Regions from separate parts of the Danio rerio genome. Here region 2 is linked to region 1. The links are chromatin contacts, called in public Micro-C maps. All regions are on one chromosome and are shown on one strand. Each heading gives the region's core, a stretch centred on a gene start, on an enhancer-like site or on the middle of the called end of the contact. The rest is flanking DNA. Distances are from core to core; before and after follow the strand shown. Region 1 overlaps ppargc1a (peroxisome proliferator-activated receptor gamma, coactivator 1 alpha). Region 2 has its middle 310 kb from the start of dhx15.

Region 1 (6,918 bases), core at 2,577-5,076:
ATGCCCTATCAGCCCCAACCTAGTTCTGGGAATACAAATGACGTTCTGTGTAATAAAAAGAAATGACACAGGAAAGAAGTATTGAACACATGAAGAAAGGGAGATGTAGTTTGGCAGTGAAAGCCCAGACAGCAGCTGAAATCTCTCAGTAGTGCACAGATACACCAACTCACCTACCCGGGGCTCAAACCAGTGACCTTCTTGCTGTGAGGCGATTTCTCCACAGCACTACCGTGTCGCCAGTATAAAAACAAAGAAAACCTATATAATGTCCCCACAATTCATAAAAACAAACCTGTGTGTGTGTGCATGCATTTGTGTATGTGTGTGTCTATGTGTTTGTATATGTATGCATGTGTGTACCTGTGTGTTTGTGTGTCTGCTTGCTTGCTTATGTGTGTGTGTGTGTGTCTGTGTGTTTGTTCATGTGTGTATGTGTTTGTTTTTTCGTAAGTGTGCATGTGTGTGCATGCGTGTCCATGTATGTATGTGTTTGTGTGTGCATGTGTTTGTGTGCATGTTTGTTTGTGCTTGCATGTTTGTGTTTGTGTGTGTTTTCATATTTGTATGTGTGTATGTGTGCTTGACTGTGCCTGTGCATGTGTGTGTGCATGTGTGTGCCTTTGTGTGCATGCATTTGTGTGTATGTGTGTGTACATGTGTGCATTTGTGTACATGTGTGTGCATGTTTGTGTGTACTTGTGTGTTGCTGTGCATGTGTGTGTCTGTGCATGCATATGCCTGTGCATGTGTGTGTGTGTCTGTGCATGTTTGTGGCTGTGTGCGTGTGTGTGTTTGTTTGTGTGCATGTGTGTGCATGTTTATTTGTGTGTGACCCTGTTTGTGCTGTTCTGATGGCTGTAACATGGTTTTGTTTCCTTTGCTTTGGGACACACACACTGTGTTCTGCCAGTGGAACAAATTTGTGGCCGTCATCTGACGGCTGCTACCCAGAACTGAAGCAGCACAGGTGGCGTCCCACATGAGAGCGTTCCTCCATGTCTGGGGACACGTTACACATGGGGTTTTCCTTGGACATCGGGGTCAGACTCTTCAATCCTGTTTTATGAGTCTGGCTTGGACAGCTCGTGGTGGAAGCTGCAGTGATGTGCTGCCAAATGTCATCTCTGCCGTGATAAATATAAGACATCAACAGTACAACCAGTACTGTCCTAGGGTTTAATGGTGGCTTATGTTTTGCTGATAATTTAGGGGTGACACAGCTCATGTATTAAAAATGCATTGTACTGTATATACTGCTATAGAACTGACTGAAGAGGCCATTACAAAGTTATTATCAGTTTTAGGAAGTTTTAGGATTTACTTTGTGAACGACTGATCAAGTGTCTTCAAATCTTGAAATACTGTAACAAAATTAATAAAAAGGGCATATTTTGCTGCAAATGACAACAGGACAATATATATCATACGTAATAAAATTAACACTTATTACTATTATTATTATTATTATTATTATTATTATTATTATTATTATTATTATTATTATAGTATTATTATTATCATCATCTTCAATTATTTATTTATGATTTAAATTATTCATTTATTTATTCATTCATTCATTCATTCATTCATTCATTTATTCATTCATTCTCCACAAAGAAATGTTAAGTGACCCAGATGAGGCTTGAACCAGCGACCTTCTTGCTGTGAGGTGCTAGCACTATCTACTGCGCCACCACGTCACTGTTATTTATTTATTTATTTATTTTTAGTTCATTTATTTTTATTCTTATTTATATATTTATTTAATCATTCATTTATTTATTGTTTAGTTATATTTATTTCTTATCATTATTTAGATATTTGTTTGGTATTTATTCATTTATTTATTTAGTTGTTTGTTTATATATTTATTTTTATTCGAATTTTTTTATTTATTTAATCTTAATGCATTTATTAAATTGTTTTATATTTATTTTTTATTATTATTTATATATTTATTTATTATTTATTTATGCACGTGTTAATTTATTGTTTATTTTTATATTTAGTTTTTATTGGTATTTATTTATTTATTTATTTGTTTAATGAATATTTATTTATATGTTTATTTATATGTTTGTTCATTTATTATTTATTTACATATTTATTTATTTCAATAGTTATTTATTTAAAGATTTATGTAAATTATGTATTCATTTTTTCATACATTCATTCATTCATTTTCTTTTCGGCTTAGTCCCTTTATTGATATGGGGTCACCACAGTGGAACGAACCGCCAACTTATGCAGCATATGTTTTACGCAGCTGATGCCCTTCCAGCTGCAACCCAACTCTGAGAAACATCCATACACACTCATTCACACTCATACACTATGGACAATTTAACCTACCCACTTCACCTGTACCGCATGTCTTTGGACTGTGGGGAAACCGGAGCACTGACTCCACACAGAAACACCAACTGATGCAGCCGAGGCTCAAACCAGCGACCTTCTTGCTGTTAAGGCAACAGCGCTACCTACATGTTTTATTAATTAATTTATATATATATATATATATATATATATATATATATATATATATATATATATATATATATATATATATATATATATATATATATAAATGAATCAAGTGCACATTTAAGCATGTATGTTTATTAATACATTTTAATAATTGAACCATGACATGCATTATTGAATATATTGCAATATTTAAGACATTTTAGATGTTGTATGAAGTCAGGAAGTGCAAGCACATGTGTCTAACAAAATTAACTTCTAATTAAATTAAAAATTAACTAACTTCTAAAAAAAAAAAAAAAAAATTGCAAAATCATATATATTTCCATGTTGGTGTCATTACTTTCAGCATATTCATAGAGTTATGTTTAAAAGATGACCACATTGAGCATTTTAATGAGCATTTTAATGAGTACTTCTAAATAATATAGCAGTTCTATTCAAATCATCTCATTTCAACTCTATTTTGGCTCTTTAACACACAGTCAAGCCTGAAATTATTCAGCAGGCAAATTCTGACTTGTTTAAATGTAAATAAAAGACGATAAAGGTTTTTTGTTTTCCACAATGATGTCTCTTTTACATTGTCTTAGTATCATTTGGGAGAAGCCTTTATCATTTCCGGTCCCCAAAATAAAATTGCTGGTTGAAAAAACTTTAAATAACGTATTTATATAACCTTTATAGAAATAACTTTAAGTCAGAATTTGTCATGCGGTATGAGCAAATTCAGTCTTGGCTGTATATAGAGTCGAATCAGTATAGTGTTTGGTGCCAAACTGTGACAGGAGTGAATTATTATGACATGTACAAGCACCCAAACGCAGTCACCCGTACAGTAATATTCACATTTTGTTACGTGTCACCAGTCGTAAGTGCGGGATAGCCTTTGTGGGCTATTTTTAGTGTAGGATGGTAATCTCTTCTAAGAGCCTTTCAGGGCCCGTCTCTTTCTAACCTGGCCGGAAATGCTAAGCCAATAAGCCCCAAGCGTCTGGCTAGACTCTGGGCCGGGAGAGAAAGTGAGTCCCGGTGCAGGCGTTTCCTGGATTATTTAATACTTCGGCATCACAGGGAGGAGGGGGGGGGGGGGGGGGGAGTTTGGATCTCTGAATTCCAGGAACGCTGGTTGTTTCAGGGCTTATGCACTGCAGGGTACAGAGTGTTTCGGACATAGCTTAGTGGCGTCACAGTGCAGTTTTTAACAGAGGGGGTAAATTAACAAACAAAATGCACAATGTCTTGAATTTGAGGAATGAATGCCATTGCAGGAGACACATTCAATTCATCTTTATTTCTATACCGCTTTTACAATGTAGATTGTGTCAAAGCAGCTTAACATAACAGTACACTAACAGTCCAGTTTTCAGAGTTGAAGTTCGGTTCCGTTTAGTTCAGTGTGGTTTAATTTTCACTGCTAAAAGTCCAAACACTAAAGAGCAAATCCATCGATGCGCAGCTCCACAAGTCCCAAACCAAGCAAGCCAGTGGCGACAGTGCCAAGAAACAAAACTTTTGATGAAATTAAAGGAACAAAACCTTGAGAGAAATCAGAAGGAGTGTGTCCTACAGGTGGTTGTCAAGCTCACTCACCTGCATGGAGCACACTAGTGCATCATACCGTTATGTTGCATTGTCTGAATGCTTTACTTAAAAGTTTAATCTAGTTTTAAACTGAGAGAGTGTGTCTGAACCTCGGACGTAATCAGGAAGGCTATTCCAGAGTTTAGGAGCCATAAATGAGAAGGCTCTGCCTCCTTTAGTTGGCTTACATTGGATGCATGAACAAAACTTTTGCTGAAATTAAAGGAACAAAACCTTGAGAAAAATTATGTGTGTAAGAGATTGTGTGAAGCTTGGACATTATCAGAATGGCTATTCCAGAGTTTAGGAGCCATATATGAGAAATCCTGACCTCCTTTAGTATACTTTGCTATTGTGGGTACTACCAGAAGGCATGAGTTTTGAGATATTGTCACTCTTCCTCTCATCTTTCTCTCACAGCAAACTAATGGTTGGAGAGGCGTGGCTAAGCATAGTTTGCCCAATCTGTAAAACCGATGAAAATTTACTTTGCAGAGTGAAAACAAGTGGTCAACCTTGTCAAAATATTCACACATCCTACAGTTATGTGTTGCATCGTGTATTAGGTTTACTAAAAAGATAGGTCTTTAACCTAGTTTTGAACTGAGAGAGTGTGTGTCTGAACCTCGGACGTTATCATGAAGGCTGTTCCAGAGTTTAGGAGCCATATATGAGAAATCTCGACCTCCTTTAGTAGACTTTGCTGAGTACTACCATAACCCCTAAGTTTTGAGATATTTTCACTCTTCCTCTCATCTTTTATTCACAGCAAACTAATTGTTGGAGGGGCATGACTAAGCATACTTTACCCAATCCATAAACCTAATAGTAATTGACTTTCCAGAGTGAAAGCAAGTGGTCAAAATATTCACACATCCTACAGCTATGTGATGCATTGTGTGTATGCGTTACTAAAAAGATAGTTTGGGAACCCCTGGTCTAGAAAATGCTTCTTGATTCAGTCCTTTTTAGATGTTTGGACCAGAAACAGGACATTTATTTTGCAGTGCAGTGTATTCATCTGTAGTTAATACAATATATACAGTATTTTCTTGCGCTATATAACATGTGGGCATATGTTAAGAGCAGCTGAGTGATGCTTTAATTTATTTTTTCTTAAAAAATGCAGTTTTTAGCATTTTGTTTTAATTCTATATGCATATCTGCATCATACATGTTTGTAATTTGTATCCCAGATCAAGACAAAGCTTTTAAAGGTTTAAAAGCATGCATGGATTCATTATTGTGGCTTCATTATTTTGAAAATGTTTACAGATCTTGCCATAAATGCAGTAGTTTGCAATTATCCTTTGTTCATTGCATAATAATAGCAATATACACATCACCGTCAGACTTGTCCATTTGGCAGATGTGATGTCTGGTTACTGGATTAAATTTAGCACTCAGGATTCTTTGTTGAAGATTACCGGGTCAGCACATCCTTTATTTTTTTATCAACTGATGGTTTATTAAGTGCGGCAGCATGGTGGCTCATTGGTTAGCACTATAACCTCAGAGCAAGAAAGTCACTGGTTTGAGCCTCGGCTGGGTCAGTTGGCATTTCTGTTTGGAGTTTGCATGTTCTCCCCATGTTGGCATGGGTTTCCTCCGGGTGCTCCAGCTCTAAAGACATACACTATAGGTGAATTGAATGAACTAAATTGGCTGTTTAAGTGTGTGAATGAGTGTGTATGGATGTTTCCCAGTACTGGGTTGCAGTTGGAAGGGCATACGCTGTGTAAAACATATGCTGGTTTATTCCGCTGTGGCTACCCCTGATAAATAGGGGACAAAGCAGAAGGAAAATGAATGAATGAATGTTTATAAAGTGTGCTTTATATAACATATTTATTTAAATACTAAAAACTGATGCATTTTGAACATTCATTTACATTGTTTTTGGTGTCTGAAATGCAAGACCAAAGAGAAACCAAAACACCAATAGTGGAAAGGAAAAAAAAATCGGTTCTGTTTTCTTGTTGCCATGTAAACATTCATAGTCATCACAGAGTCATCAGAGTGATAAGGATCTGTGCTGACCATGTCTCCAACCACACACCTACACTCCAAAAAATGCTGGCTTGTCATAGTCCAATATTGGGTCTGTTTAAAAGTACAGTTCACTCAATACTGAAAGTTCTGTCAACATTTACTCAGCCTTCACTTCTGAAAATATTCATTCATTCATTTTCTTGACGGCTTAGTCCTTTTATTAATCCGGGGTCGCCACAGCGGAATGAACCGCCAACTTATCCAGCAAGTTTTTACGCAGGGGATGCCCTTCCAGCCGCAATCCATCTCTGGGAAACATCCACACACACACATTCACACACACACACTCATACACTATGGACAATTTAGCCTTCCCAATTCACCTGTACCACATGTCTTTGGACTGTGGGGGAAACCGGAGCACTCGGAGGAAACCCACGCAAAGGCAGGGAGAACATGCAAACTCCACACAGAAGCGCCAACTGAGCCGAGATTCGAACCAGCGACCTAGCGACCTTCTTGCTGTGAGGCGCCAGCACTACCTACCTACTATAAAGCTTGTTTGGCATGCTCTCCCGGGAGAGAGCCCTGAGCTCATAAGCTCCTCGAGCATGGGGCTCCCTCCCGTTTGCAAGGCTAGAGGGGAGTTTGAGCTCAGGTAGATCTCGAGAACTTACTAGGTGCATGTCTATGGTGCTAATTTGGGGTTTAATTTGATTTTGAACTCCGCACAGAAACGTCGACTAGTTTGGTAAGGACTAGAACCAGTGATGTTCTTGCTGTGAGGCAACAGTGCTAACCACTGGGCCGCTGTGCCACCCCAAAGTCCCTTTAAGGCAAGTCATTTTACTCGGT
Region 2 (7,069 bases), core at 37-2,536, 400 kb before region 1:
CAATGATATTAATAATAAAACATTTGTTGTTGTTATAAACAATAATATTTAACAATTAAAAAAATCTAAATATTAATATTTGTTTTCTAATGAAATAACAACAACAATATCTGCAATAATAATATTATAAAATTTGTTGTTATTAAAACAATAATATAAGACAATAAAATATAAGAGTATTAAGAATAATTTCTAATAATAACAACAACACCTGCAATAACAATAATAATTCAAACAATAATAATAATAATAATAAAAATAATAAAACTTGTTTTTATTAAAAATATTTAAATAATAAAACAAAAGTTGTTGTTATTAAAAATAAGAAAAGGATACAATAAAATACAATAATATTAAGAATAATTTTCTTATATAATAACAACATCAGCAATAATAATAATGATAATAATAATAATAAAAATACTTGTTGTTATTAATATAATATAAGACAATAAAATAAAATTAAGAATAATTTTCTAATAAAATTACAACATCTACAAAAATAATAATATTAATAATAATAAAATATTAATAAACATTTGCTGTTATTAAAAATAATAATGTCAGACAATACAAATTATAATATATATAATATTTTTTGAAAAATAATAGCAACCTCTGCAAAACAAATCAAATTTTTAAAAATAAAAATTATAATATTAAAATATTTGTTGTTATTAAAGATGATAAAATATGACAATAAGATATAAGAATACTATGTATAATTTCTAATGAATAATAACATCTGCGAAAATAATATTATTAATAATAATAAAATATTTGTTGTTATTAAACTTATAATTTAAGACAATAAAAATAAGAAAATTTTCTAATAAAATAACAACAACAACACCATTGGAATAATAATAATAATAATAATAATAATAATAATAATAATAATAATATATTATTATTATTATTATTATTATACTATTCTTATTTTTATCATTAATAATATTAATATTTACAATAATAATAATAATAATAATAATAAGGTATTTTTGATCTTCATATGTGGTGTGGCCTTTGTTCAGTTGTGCTGCTGTGATTTATCTGGAGTGAAATATAAAACCACTGGCCACCCGTGACTTTCAGGACTCGCTCATGAAGAACAGCTTTTGTAGCTCCTCAATGAAATGTCTGTATGTCCAACCCTTGACCTACAGCATGCAGATAGCAAAACGCTGACAGACGAAACCCCGTCCAGAGATTTGAGAAAGGAAGAAAGGGCCGGAAGCTTGTCTTGTATGCGTCTTGTGCTGTTTTTATAGCAGCATATGGTCACAAAGCTGTAAAAAGCTTGGATCCAGAAAGAGACAGGTGGCTTTCGCTCTGCTGCTCCACACAGACCTTGCTCACGGTTGCCATATTGACTCTGAAAAATACATTAAAGAGTTAATGCAAAAACACACACACACCACTACACGGTACATTATGCTCTCACACACGCTCCATTAATTAGAGTACAAAATAACACAACCAAAAAAAATCACACAATTAAAACATTGGCCTGTTTACAAATGGCCTGTTTTACAATATACAATTCTATAGGTACAACAATACACAAATCAATACACATATAACACACTAAACTAAATTGAAATAAAAGGCTTTCTGCAGAAAAATGAATGAATGAATGAATGAATGAATGAATGAAGAAAGAAATGAATGCTTTAATTCAAGTCAAACTAAAAGAAACAAGGCTTTCTGCTGAAGAATGAATGAATAAATGAATGAATAAATACTGTTTTGATTCAAACCAAACTAAAATAAATTAGGCTTTCTGCAGAATGAATGAGTAAATAAATAAATGAATGAATGAATGAATGAATGAATGAAGCTTTGATTTAAGCCAACCTAAAAGAAATAAGGCTTTTGATGATGAATGAATCAATGAATGAATGAATAAACGAACAAACAAATGAATTCATAAATAAATGGGGCTTTGATTCAAGCCAAACTTAAAGAAATTGCAGAAGAATGAATGAATGAATGAATGAATAATAAAAAAAAATACTTCTTTAATTTAAGCCAAGCTAAAAGGAACAAGGCTTTCAGCAGAAGAAAGAATGACAGAATGAATGAATGAATGAATGAATGAATGAATGAATGAATGAATGAACAGTGCTTTGATTCAAGCCAAACTAAAAGCAATAAGGCTTTTGCAGAAGAATCAATACATTAATGAATTAACAAAGAAATTAACAACTGAATGAACAAACAAACAAATAAATGAATGAATGAATGAATGAATGAATGAATGAATGAATGAAGCTTTGATTAAAGCCAACCTAAAAGAAATAAGGCTTTTGATGATGAATGAATGAATGAATAAACGAACAAACAAATGAATTAATGAATAAATGGGACTTTGATTCAAGCCAAACTTAAAGAAATTGCAGAAGAATAAATGAATGAATGAATGAATGAATGAATGAATGAATGAATGAATGAATGAATGAATGAATAATAAAAAAAAATACTTCTTTAATTTAAGCCAAGCTAAAAGGAACAAGGCTTTCAGCAGAAGAAAGAAAGAATGAATGAATGAATGAATGAATGAATGAACAGTGTTTTGATTCAAACCAAACTAAAAGAAATAAGGCTTTTGCAGAAGAACCAATACAATAATGAATTAACAAATAAATTAACATATCAATAAACGAACGAACAAATAAAAAATAAATAAATGAATGAATAAAGCTTTGATTCAAGCCAGACAAAAAGAAATAAGGCTTTTGCAGAATGAATGAATGAATGAATGAATGAATGAATGAATGAATATATAGTGCTTTGATTCAAGCCAAACCAAAAGAAATAGGGCTTTCTGCAGAAGAATGAACAAATGAATGCATAAATAAATGAATAAATAAATAAAAACGGTTTTAATTTAAACCAAACTGCAGAAGAATGAATGAATGAAGGAATGAAATAACTGACAATCTTACTAAATACATTTTAAGCAATTACAAAGAAACTTCAACAGAAGCTAAATGTGCTTTTGTTCCTATGTAAAACATACCCAAATAATCTTTTAAAATACATACAGTATAATTTACAGCGTATGACAAAATGTAAAGCATTTGCTCAAAATGAGAGTTGACAAGTTAAGTTCGTGAAAGTCTTAAACCATTTGACAGTGCTGGCTATAAACTATACAGCTGCTTTTAGTTTTACACTCATAAAAATACTTTTAGTTTTTCCCTTTTCTATATGATCATTTATTTTAGTGCCACGTTTGGTCACTCGAGACCCTTTCTTTGTCCTGTAGATGCGAAGAGATATTTTTAAAGAGAGCTAATGCTCGAAAAGTAGATTTATCAAGAAGACAAATAAAGTCAAGTAGGCCAGTTTAGTAGCTCTAGTTTCTCATCCAAATATCTAAGCTTTTTCAAACCAAGAAGCATTTTCTACACTGTAAAATATACACACAGCTTCTTCATATTGTCCCAACACAAATTAATTATGTTATCTTAATTATTTTGACAAATTTAAGTGGATTAAACATAATAAAAATAGGTTGTTTACATTTAAATAGTAACGGTTAAAGTAAATGATCTAAATGTATTTATATGTACATTTATCTTCTGGGTTAGAATATAGACAGACCCATCCACGTTAAACAAATGCTGAATCAAAACTTTTGAAAATCCTGAATCAATATTCAAGTTAGTTTTGCACGCTAGAAGACCAATGACACCATGGCTGAAGTGTTTCTGTTAGACAGATAACGTTCTGTTTTACAACTCTTTTAGTCACGCAGAGCTGATGTGGATTGTGTTGATATGGATGGGTTATATGCACAGAAGTGTTGTTCAGCCACTGAAATCTTCCAGTGAAAGATTAATGTGACTATTTTTAGTTTTATAAGGGTCCTTTAACAGCATCGACAATGTCGAATTATATTTAGTTTAACAGTAAAACATCAGTAAATAGCGCTATTCCACCAAGCCAGAGCTGAAGTTGGTTTTATATCCACATTGATTCATTTTTGAACAATGACAGCCTGTGACGTGCTCACTATAGTGTCTACCGCTACTCTGAATATTCACTCTGAAATAGAGTGTAGATCAGTGGTTCTCAAACTGTGGTACGTGTACCACTAGTGGTACGTGGGCTTCCTTCTAGTGGTACACGGAGGAATGAAAAATGTCATGTACATGCTACATATAATTCAAAATTTATTAAAAATGATGTATATAATATGCCATATATTATATATAGGCTATATTTCTGAGGTAATTTGCCAGGTTTTTAAACTGTGCAGAGTTGTAGCTGCTTTACTGGGCCAACTACGCTACTGTATTTCAATGCTGCTCATTTTGGTGGTTCCTGGAGAGACAATTTTTTTCTAAGGTGGTACTTGATGAAAAAAGTTTGAGAACCACTGGTGTATATGGTTAAGTAATAAGAGTAATTCCTGCACGCTGCCGGCCAAAAACTAAGCATACAGTAGTCACTTTAAGACAAAGGGCCCTATCATACACCCGGTGCAGTGTGGCGCAAGGCGTGGCGCAGTAGTCTTTTGGTAGTTTCAGCTTGGCGCAAGAGTCGTTTTAAGGCGTTGCGCTAAGCTGTTTAAATAGCAAATGCATTAGCGCTCATATGAGCGTCCATAGGCGTTCTGGTCTAAAAAGGAAGGCGTTCTGAGGCGGACTGCTGGCGCGTTGCTATTTTGAGAATCTATAATAGATTTTTCATTCGACCAAAACTAACCCGGTCTAAACTCCAGCGCAGAGTTGCGCCTCGCTTACGCACTGCTTCATACGCACAAGAGAGCAAAAGGCAAATATCTTTACATATGAAAAAAATTTAAATATTAAGGATATATATAGGATATAATAAGAATAGATATAGGATATAAATATAAAGGATTAAAATATTACAAAACATATTATTTTCTAGCCTACATAAATATGAAAAATCACTGCTTTTATGTCTTCTTCATCTCGGGAGGCTTTTTCAGTTCATTCATAACAATTTGCTTTTGTATAATGTTAATATTATTAGCGCTATTATTTATTATATCCATATTTATATTTGTTTTATTAAACACAAGCTTAGATTTGTCCAGCTGTCAGGTTTGAGACCATATGGGGCACAGCAGGTGTTTTAGGATATAACTCAGGTTTTTGAGCACATTTTGTTATTATTGTTCATTTATTTGTTTGCTGGAAATTAGAACTGAATTTAGAAATATTTTTGAAACGAATATTTGTGCTTAACAAACAAAAGTATTTATTTATAGGCTAATTGAGGTCTGTGCGTAAAGGTTTCCCTATCCAAGAGCGAAAGTAGTTCTATAATCTTTCATTCTCATGCAGTAGATGCTCTGTTTAACAGTTTTCTGTTAAAAAACTGTTAACTGTTTGCTTGTGAAATGCTCATTTTTTTCCACTTAGACTTACTTTGCGTCCTGTAAATAGCGAATAAAATAATATAAATAGCGAAAATAGCGAGTAAATAGCTCTGCGCATGGACCATCAAAATAGAGCCCAAAGCGTGTGAGAGTGAGACCAGTGATCCTTGCATTCATGAAATAATACACATTATGACAAGTTTTGCTGCTTCACAACTGTAAATGTGCTACATATAATTGGGAATTGTAGTATTATAAAGTAACTATAAAGTGTTCTACCTGGTGAATGACATGATCTAGTGTCTACTGTCATCTTTACCCAAGTGGTAATCACTGCAGAGCCACATGGGCAGAGCTGAGCTCCAGCTCCTCCTTGCTGTACTTCTTCTACTAGTGATGTCACTAGGGTGTGTGTTCGTTATTTCAGGAGAGGTGGCTTTGGACGGCAGGGGAAGGACTGTTATTAGGGCTAGTAACAGATTCCAAATGCAAACAGCACACTTAAAATTAACTCTGGACCTTTTATCTGCTCATTGTAACTGGGATAATGAGGGATTAACGCATACCTAGCCATGGAGCAGCTTAGAAGCCAATTGTCCAATTACTTTTGGACCCTTAACAAGTGGGAGGCACATTGCAAACTGTTGTAATTCCTACAGCTTTGCCTGATTTTGATATAAATACCCTCAAATTAAAGCTGACAGTCTGCAGTTAAAGCACATCTTGTTTGTTTAATTTCAAATGCATTGTGTTGGTGTATATAGCCAACAGTGTTAGATTTGTGTCGGTGTCCAAATATTTATTGACCGAGCTGTATATTGCTGGTCCAGAACAAGCAGAAGCATTTGTTTATTATTTCTGCAGTGTGAACTCACAGCAGTAGCAAAAGCAAATGTATCGATCCATTGAAAATCAATGAAGGCAATCGGACAGGCTTGTCCATCTAAAGACTTTTCCTCTCTTCAATGAGCAAATCTCCCAATCCCGAATGCAAGTCATCTGAGAAAGTGTGTCTCCTGGCGGGGCGCCCAGGCATGAGATCGCACTCAAATAAACATGAAGACCTTTTAAAATACGTAGTCCTTCACCCCTGTTCAAAATGATGAAAGCTCTTCAGTATCTCTGCTTCAGCTTTTACACATGCAGTTACACCTTTACACTTTTATATTATTTATTTGATGTTTTATATGTGTTAATGATGAATTAAGAGTCTTTGCTGGGTTTAGCTATTGAGGAATTGTAGGCGTTCACAATGAATTGTTTGTATTTGTCTTTATTGGTGGCTTTATTTGTGCACAAATGTCATGGCAAAACAATTATTTGTACATATTTGTACAATAATGTAGGACTTGTTCATATTTCATGCTGGAGTAACATGCAAATGACATGTTCACTTTGATTAAATGTTAAATGAAGTAAAATAAAATAAAATACATTTTGATGACCACATTTACAGATTATTTTGCCTTACTTATTAAGACGGCAAGTAAAACAAAATAAAATACTAACAAATAAAATAAAATACCACATTTTGCTTAACTTACTAATGGGGCAGGTAGACATAAAATAAAATACAAACAAATAATTAAATTAAATTAAATTAAATTGAAATAACCATTTTTTTCTTATTGCCAGATTATTTTGCTTTTGGCAAGTAAAATAAAATAAAATAAAATAAAATAAAATAAAATATGTATTAAGTAATTAAAT

The links. Hi-C and Micro-C count contacts between places; a contact is called where the count stands out from the background.
Region 2: a contact with region 1 is called in a Micro-C map of caudal fin, with 4 times the contacts expected there. The contact joins two enhancer-like sites. A contact is called at or near these places in 2 of 18 Hi-C or Micro-C datasets (caudal fin and embryo).

What each region holds. Positions count from the first base shown.
Region 1 is chr7:76,197,444-76,204,361 of GRCz12tu, reverse strand. The region is part of intron 2 of ppargc1a (peroxisome proliferator-activated receptor gamma, coactivator 1 alpha); the gene reads left to right. Among named protein-coding and RNA genes, the nearest start is that of ppargc1a, 36 kb to the left of the region's middle. Within about 2 kb of position 3,826, at least 3 of the 62 cell types and tissues checked have an H3K27ac peak or open chromatin away from gene starts, as enhancers often do.
Region 2 is chr7:76,595,143-76,602,211 of GRCz12tu, reverse strand. No RefSeq gene overlaps it. Among named protein-coding and RNA genes, the nearest start is that of dhx15, 310 kb to the left of the region's middle. Within about 2 kb of position 1,286, at least 3 of the 62 cell types and tissues checked have an H3K27ac peak or open chromatin away from gene starts, as enhancers often do.